Linked DNA regions of Columba livia: region 1 is linked to region 2. The links are chromatin contacts, called in public Hi-C maps. All regions are on one chromosome and are shown on one strand. Each heading gives the region's core, a stretch centred on a gene start, on an enhancer-like site or on the middle of the called end of the contact. The rest is flanking DNA. Distances are from core to core; before and after follow the strand shown. Region 1 holds the start of TNS1 (tensin 1). Region 2 overlaps TNS1 (tensin 1).

What was found. A called contact is a pair of places that touch in the nucleus more often than the background predicts.
Region 1: a Hi-C map of liver shows a contact between it and region 2, with 5 times the contacts expected there. The contact joins the promoter of TNS1 here to the enhancer-like site in region 2. A contact is called at or near these places in 2 of 2 Hi-C or Micro-C datasets (crop and liver).

Annotation. Positions count from the first base shown.
Region 1 is chr7:16,542,865-16,546,308 of bColLiv1.pat.W.v2, reverse strand. TNS1 (tensin 1) reads left to right here and starts at 1,662. Exons shown (of 34, transcript XM_065070679.1): 1 at 1,662-1,774. The coding sequence starts at 1,742.
Region 2 is chr7:16,476,454-16,479,945 of bColLiv1.pat.W.v2, reverse strand. TNS1 (tensin 1) reads left to right here. Exons shown (of 34, transcript XM_065070679.1): 34 at 1-1,395. Among named protein-coding and RNA genes, the nearest start is that of TNS1, 66 kb to the left of the region's middle. Within about 2 kb of position 1,910, at least 2 of the 3 cell types and tissues checked have an H3K27ac peak away from gene starts, as active enhancers do.

The DNA.
Region 1 (3,444 bases), core at 413-2,912, 67 kb before region 2:
ACATTTGTGTATGCTGGGTGCAGTAGCAAGTGGGCTTTACACCAGTGTGAGCTGTTACAGGGCTGTCTCCCAGCCCTTCCTCTGCCCAGACAGGCACCTACACATGCAGGTGCCCATCCACTGTGTGTGACATGGACCATATGTGTGGTGTGCATGAGTGTGAGCAGTGTGTACTCAGGGAGGTTGCTTGTGTGATGTGTGCATGTGCCCCATGCACCCAAGGGCAGTGTGGGGACAGCTCTGCTGGCAGCAGGCATGGAGGGCTTGAGGACATGGTGACCCTGGGAGGGGCCACACAGGGGACTCCTGCTGAGGCTGGCCCTGCACAGGGGGTATATACCAGCAACAGTGGTGCCCATGTGGGGGGTTCCCTGGGCTAAGTGCCCCTGTCTGTACCCCCACTGCTGAGAAAACAAGCTCTAAATGATGCTCACAGGCAGTGTCCCTGCAGCTACCATGTCCCTGTCGCATGACCCTTGTCCCTGCCCTTCAGAGGGGCCCAAGCTTGTCATAGCAGTGAATGAGAGGTAGTGACTTATGTGGGGGTGGCGACACCCCTCTCCACTGGGCCTATCATTTTTGGCCAGTAATGAGACTAATTAATGAGGGCTGTAGTAATGGGGGGAGTGCATGGATAGGACCTCACTGCCTGCTTGGCCCCCAAGTCTCACTTGCCCCTGGGCCTGGCTGGCATGGGGGGGTGAGGGGTGCTGTCCTCACCTGTCCCCCATCCCAGCTGGCACATTACCACACTGGTACCTCTACCGTGGGTCAGGAAGGCATGACAGAGTGGTGGGGTGGAAGGTGGTGGGACAGGGATATTTGGGGGAGGGGTTGTGGCACTTTGGGGGGTCAGATGCTACTCCTGTGTCTGGGAAGGGCAGACGCCCCCCATCCCACCCTGACCTTCCTCTCTGCTCTGGCAGCTGCATGCAGTGTACAGATGGGAAACTGAGGCATGGGGAGAGGGGGCATTATAGTGCCCACATCCCCGTCGCACCCACGTCCCCATGCCAGACATGCCTCATCCTGCCAGCGTGTCCTTCCCCGCGGCGCGTCCCCCACCCTGACTCACATGCCCGTGGTCACGGCCGGCTGAGCACAAGTTTCCAGGCTGGAACCAGAGTCAGCGCTGGTGGGGGTGGACAACCGCGTGCTGCCCGGCCAAGCTCCCCCAGGAAGGGCTGGGGCACCCCCCTGCCAAATCCACCCCTTTCCGGGCCACAGGCTGCCAAGCCGCTCTCCGTCCCTCCCAGGGGTTGTCCCCCCTCGCTGAGGCCCCCAGCTTGGCGCATAGATGTCTCCTGATCCCTTCCTGTCCCCCATCCCGGGACCACCCAGGGGATACAGCTGGAGATCGAGGGGGGTGGGCACCCGGCCGCAGGACCCACAGGAGGTCGGAGGAGGGATGGCGGTGAAGTGGGTGACGGGTGCCCCCCCAGTCAGCAGAGGAAATGAATCCCAAATGTGTATGCGGGGCCAGAGAAGGGCCGGAACACGACACAGCCCCAGTCCAGCCCCCCCAGTACCACAGCCCCTCTGCCGGAATGGGGAGGGTCCTGGCCGCCCCGGGGGCCACCTCGGCCGGGGTGCCGCTGTGTTTTGTGGGGGTCGGGGGAGCCTTTGCCACCCTCATTCTACCGCCGTCTGGAGGGGCGGTGTGGGGCCGGGGCGGAGCGGGCGGGCGGAGCGAAGGGGCCGGTGGGGGCTCGGCCGGCCGCGGAGCCGCTCCGCGGGCAGCATGACCGGGCTGTGCCTCTCCTGCCTGCTCTGGGTACGGCCCGCAGCGCCTGCACCGTGCGGGTACCGGGGGGCACCGGGGAGGAGCGGGACAGCAGCGCGGTGGGGCCCGGCAGTGGGGTCTCGGAGCGGAGCTGATCCCGAGAGTGGGCGGTGGATGGGGCTGGTTGCGGGGGGAGCGGGGGAGACCGGGACGGAGCGGGTAGCGTTTGCATTGAGACGGGCGGATTGGGAGCGGGGGAAACCGGAGGTGCTGGGCCGGGACCGGCTCTGGGGGAACCCGGACCGAGAGGAGACCGGCAAGGACGGCCGGACACCGGGACGGGGCTGGGAGGACCGGAACGGGAGCGGGACCGGGAGGAGCCCCGGGGACCGGGTAGAGCAAAGCGGGACCCAGCCCGGAAAAGCGGCGGCGGTGGGTACCAGGCTGAGGGGTGCACGAATGTGGGACCGGCTGGGATGGGGACAGGGACACTGGACTGTTGGGGGGGTGTCTGTGGAGGCTGTGTGGGTTTGGGGAGCGTGGGGGTTAATGCCCCACGACATCCAGTCTGCAGACCTGGCTGGGGGCCGCTGCCATTCCCCAGTTCGAGGCTCTGCCACCCCACTGGAGGGAACTGGGCAGACTGGAGGGAATCCAGTTTGCACTGAGTGTTGGGGCTCTGCCCCTACAGCCCATCACCAACTCGAGCTGGGCCCTGGGGCACAGCAGGATGCAAGGCACTGGGTGGGCCTGAGCCCACAGGGCTGGACCCAGGCATCCTAGTGCCCTCTGCCCATCCCAGCTTTGCAGCCTCAGGGGAACTGGATGTCCCAGTTCCCCCCCACTGCACCTCTCTGCAGTGCTGGGCAATGAACCCACGCGTCCCAGCTCCTGATTAATCTGGCATCTCTCCCCAGTGCCTCTTCCAGCTCAGGACACCTGGGTCCCCTTCCAGCCTCCTTGGGTCTGTGTGTTGGGGCACCCATGGCCAGGGATGCTAGTGCCCCCTGCCTGATCATGTGGGGGCCTACCCCTGAACATACCACCAGTACCCTTGGGTACCCCCAGTGGGTACCCAGGTGACATCCCCAAGGGGTACCCCAGCTCCCCTACATATCCCCTCAGTTGTTCCCAACTAGGAAGTTAGCTGGGATGCTGCCAGTATGGAGTTGAGATGGGGTTATTTTGTGGGACAGACTGATAGCCCAGCCAGCTGGGTGGCACTGGTTGAGCAGGGTGCCTCCCTGGCAGCAGGGAGGTGGGGGCGTAAAGCCAGGCTCTGGTCAGCAGCCCCTGTTATGGGGATGATGTTGGCAATGGGACAAGTGAATGGGGCTCTGTAGGGTGGGAATGCGGTGGGGGGGGCAGTGCCTTCCCTAGCGAACATAATAGCTGTTAATGAAGCAGGCCCATGCTAGCATGTGGGGCCAGGGCAGGGTGGGGGATACGTGCATGGCAGATGCATTGGCATCCTTAGGCATCCCAGCTGGATCTCTGGGAGCGGGGAGCAAGGCCTCTTCCCGGGGCACCCTGCAGCAAAGATGCTGCTTTGCATATGCAAATGAACTCATGGCATCGTTAGACCTTGCTGTCACCCAGCAACTGCAACGTGGGAGTCCCCCGGCCCTGGGGGAGCTTTTCGCACGGCTGCAGGATGGGTGACAATACTCCTGTGTGCACATGTGTGTACACATGTATACGTGTCCAGTTGTTTGTGCTCT
Region 2 (3,492 bases), core at 661-3,160:
GGGACAGAAAATACTCTTTATTTTTATTCTTTGGTTTTTAAATGCAGTCATGGTATTTGAGATTTGAGCTTGCACGAGTTAAGCCCAGCATATGTTTCGTTGTAATCACACTGCCGTTGTCAGCAGCTGGATGGTATCTCTCTCTCACACAAACACACACACAAACACATCCCTTCTTCCTGCACAAAGAACTGCATATATTCTTGCCAAAGATATCCTTAAAAACGCACTTTTCCCCACATATATAGATATATATATATATAATTTTTTTTGCGTGTGTAAATTTATTGTACGTGCCCTTTTTGTGTTGAATTGTTCTTCAGAGGAGCCCCTTCACATCCATCCTCCCTTTGCTGTCAGTGTTGCTGTTTGTTGGGAAACGCTCCTTGAGGGGGTCGCTTGCTGCCTGTCCCAAATGGTAGCACCTGCAAGATGGAAAATGTGGGGATCCCGTTCAATGGGGCTGCCTCTGGCTTTGCCCCCCAAGAGGTGTTTTGGGGGATGATCCGCATCATCATCATCTGATGGGATGCACCCATCTCACGGTCTTGGCCAGGCCCCCCATTGCCAGTGGAGATGGGAGTTCAAGGGTTTAAGCAAATAAACGGAGCGAAGTTTGGGGTTGCTCAGGATGCAACATTTGCTGTCTGTCTCCTGGTCAAACCACACATGGAAAACAAACCAGGTAGGGAGAAAAACCCAACCCAGCCTCCAGGCATTGCTTTTCCAGTGAGTTCAACCGCCTGAACCAAAGTGCAAAGAAAATCCCCACCCAGCAGGTTGGGTGGGTGAAGAAACCAGTTGCCCCAAAAACCCCAGACAGGAGCATCAACAAAAGGCAACCCTTCCCAAGGAGCAGGCAGGAGGATCAGACAGCAAAGGAGCCCGCAGGGGCTTGTTTCATTTCATTCGTTTGTTTTGCAAATTGTGAGGTTGGTTTGGGGTTACTCTTTTTTTTTTTTTTTTTTCTTTTCCTTAAAAAGGAAAGGAAAAACAAGAAATAAAGGAAGCAACCTGATGTTTCTGTTGGCGGATCATGTGCCGCCGTGTTATGCGTGGTTTTTTTGTTGTTGTTGTCTTTGTTACTTTGGGAATGTTACAGATTTATTTGCTAATCAGTGTTAATGAACAGTTTCAAACTTTTAGACTTGCCCATTTCTGTGTATTTATATAGATGGAAAAAGAATACGTTATATTTTGTATCTTTGTGCCCATAATGTCGCGCGTGTAAGGATGACTTTGGTTGTACCCATGTCCCTGTGTGAATGTGACTCCGCTGTTGTCTTCCTGTTGTACAGACGTTGGATTCTTTGCTGTTCATTGTATGGCTTTATAAAGTGGTAAAAACAACAAAAAAAATCAGTTATATAAAATATACTGTTGCTTGGAATGCCAGCTTGGTGTCTGGATGGTTGGAAATGTGTCTTGAAATTTAAGGGAGCGCAGGAATAAATGCTCTGTTCTTTTTGCACAGGGGGAAAAAAGAAAAGAAAAAAACCGTAAGCCCCGGCGGGTGCTGTGTTTTCTCTGGGCTGTTGTTCCCCCTGTTCTCGGCAGCAGATTGGGGCCCCAGGACAGCCGGTGGGCGTGGGAAGCAGGGGTTGTGCTGCTGCTTGTCATCCTCCAGCCGCAGCTTGTGTTCACCAGATGCTCACTAACCAGACAGCCCCAAAACTTCCTACGTGGCTCCAGCTCGGGCTTTTGTTAACCAGGAGGGATCTCTCTGGCTTGCCCTGCAGACACTAGGTGCTCTTCAGATTCTGTTACATTCTCCCAGGTTGCCTTTAGATGCCATCTGTCCAGCCCTGGGCATCCTCTTTGAGTCCATTTCCTGTAGTGGAGTGGGATAGGAAGATGCTGGTATGGGGTCTTTTGCCTTTGTGAAGGTCTGCTCCCATCAGATTCCACTCCCTGCTCGTTTCGAAGCCATCCTGCCCCCCCATGTCTTGCAAAACTCCCCTCAGAGTCTCAGGCCTGGCTTTTCTAGCTCCCACAGAGCAATTCCCAGCATCCGTCAGAGCTTTCAGCCCCCGGCACTCTGGCTCCACTCCTTCCCATTCTCGCTGAGTTGGTGGCCAAGACCCAGCCCCCGGGATGGATTGAGTTTAATTATACAAGAAATATCAGCCAGAGCAGCGGCAGTTTCTCTGGCGCCAGCACTGCTGCGGCTCACAGGCTCAGAGCTTCTCCTGGGAGCCGGCAGCACTAAAAATATCTCCAGCCTTTCTCTAAAATAGCTGTGGGGCGAGGGGTGGATTGAGGGGGCTGCTTGTGCAGAGACCCCGTGCTGTGGGGCTTCTGCTGGGAGGTGAAGGCAAGAGGGATAAGAAAAGAAAGGAGAAGGGATGGTTTCTGGCCCCCCAGAAATAGCTGTGGGGCTGTGGGTGGGCACCCAAGTGACATGCCCTCTGAGCCAGGCTGCACCACAGGACCTTGGGAGGTACCTGGAGTCTGCCAGCCTTGGCCTTGGCTGTCCCCTGTCTACTCGCCGACAAGACGGGATCCATAGCCTCCTCTCCCTATCCAACACCATGGGGATGGTATTTTCTTGCCAGCTGCTCTTGGTTTCATTTCTTTCCTGATTCCTGCTTGGACTGTCCCCCAGGAGCTGGCAGCAGCCACTTGCCCATTCCCAATGCTCCTGCCCAGCTGGGATGGATGCTGCTGGGTGTCCCCAGGCAGCAAGGGGAGGTGGCGAGTGCCTGGCGAGGTGGCATGGACAGGCTATTCCTTGCAAACCACAGACTGCTGTGCATTTCCTGTCTTTCACCCCTCCTTGCCCCAGCTCTTTTTCTGCAGTTAATTCCCCATTTCCTTTCCAAAATTCCTCGGGAGCTTCTGGTTTGTGTTTTTCCTCGACATGTTCTTATCTGCCACCCGCTTCCCTTTGCTGGCTCTCACAGTGCAGGCTTTTCAAGGTCTCCCTCTTTGCGGCCTGCTGCTGTGTCCAGGCCAGGCTGGTGGCTCTGGTGTGACCATCAGGAAAGGCAGGTCCCACCAACTCCATGCCAGGAAATCTTGCCCCCATCACATTTCCCCAGGCCTATTGAGTCCCTACCTTCGGGTTCTCAAATCTGTTTTTTTTTTTAATTTCAGCCCGTGCTCTGGAGATTCAGGGCCAACCAAGGGAGTGTTTCTTGCTGCGTTGTGAAAGGTGACAAACTTTCTTGCTCCTCTCTGCCTTCTGCTCCAGGACAAAAGGGGGTCATTTGTGGGGCATGGGGCAGTTTCCTCTTCCTTCACTTTTACTCTTTCCCAGGCTTTTTACTTGTGCTGGGGCCCCCTCAGAAGTGTCCCCAAGGGACAGAAAGTGTGACACAACCTTTCCCCAAGCAAAGACCAGGAGCAAGCCAGGGTCCCCAGGGTGGGAACGGTGGAGCAAAGCTGATGTGGGCAAAAGCGACCCTGGGGCTGGTGCGACCCATGCTCATGTCTGCACACTATGCAGCAAATAGTGTCCCCATCCCCTGTCCTGCTGCAACCACTGGTGTC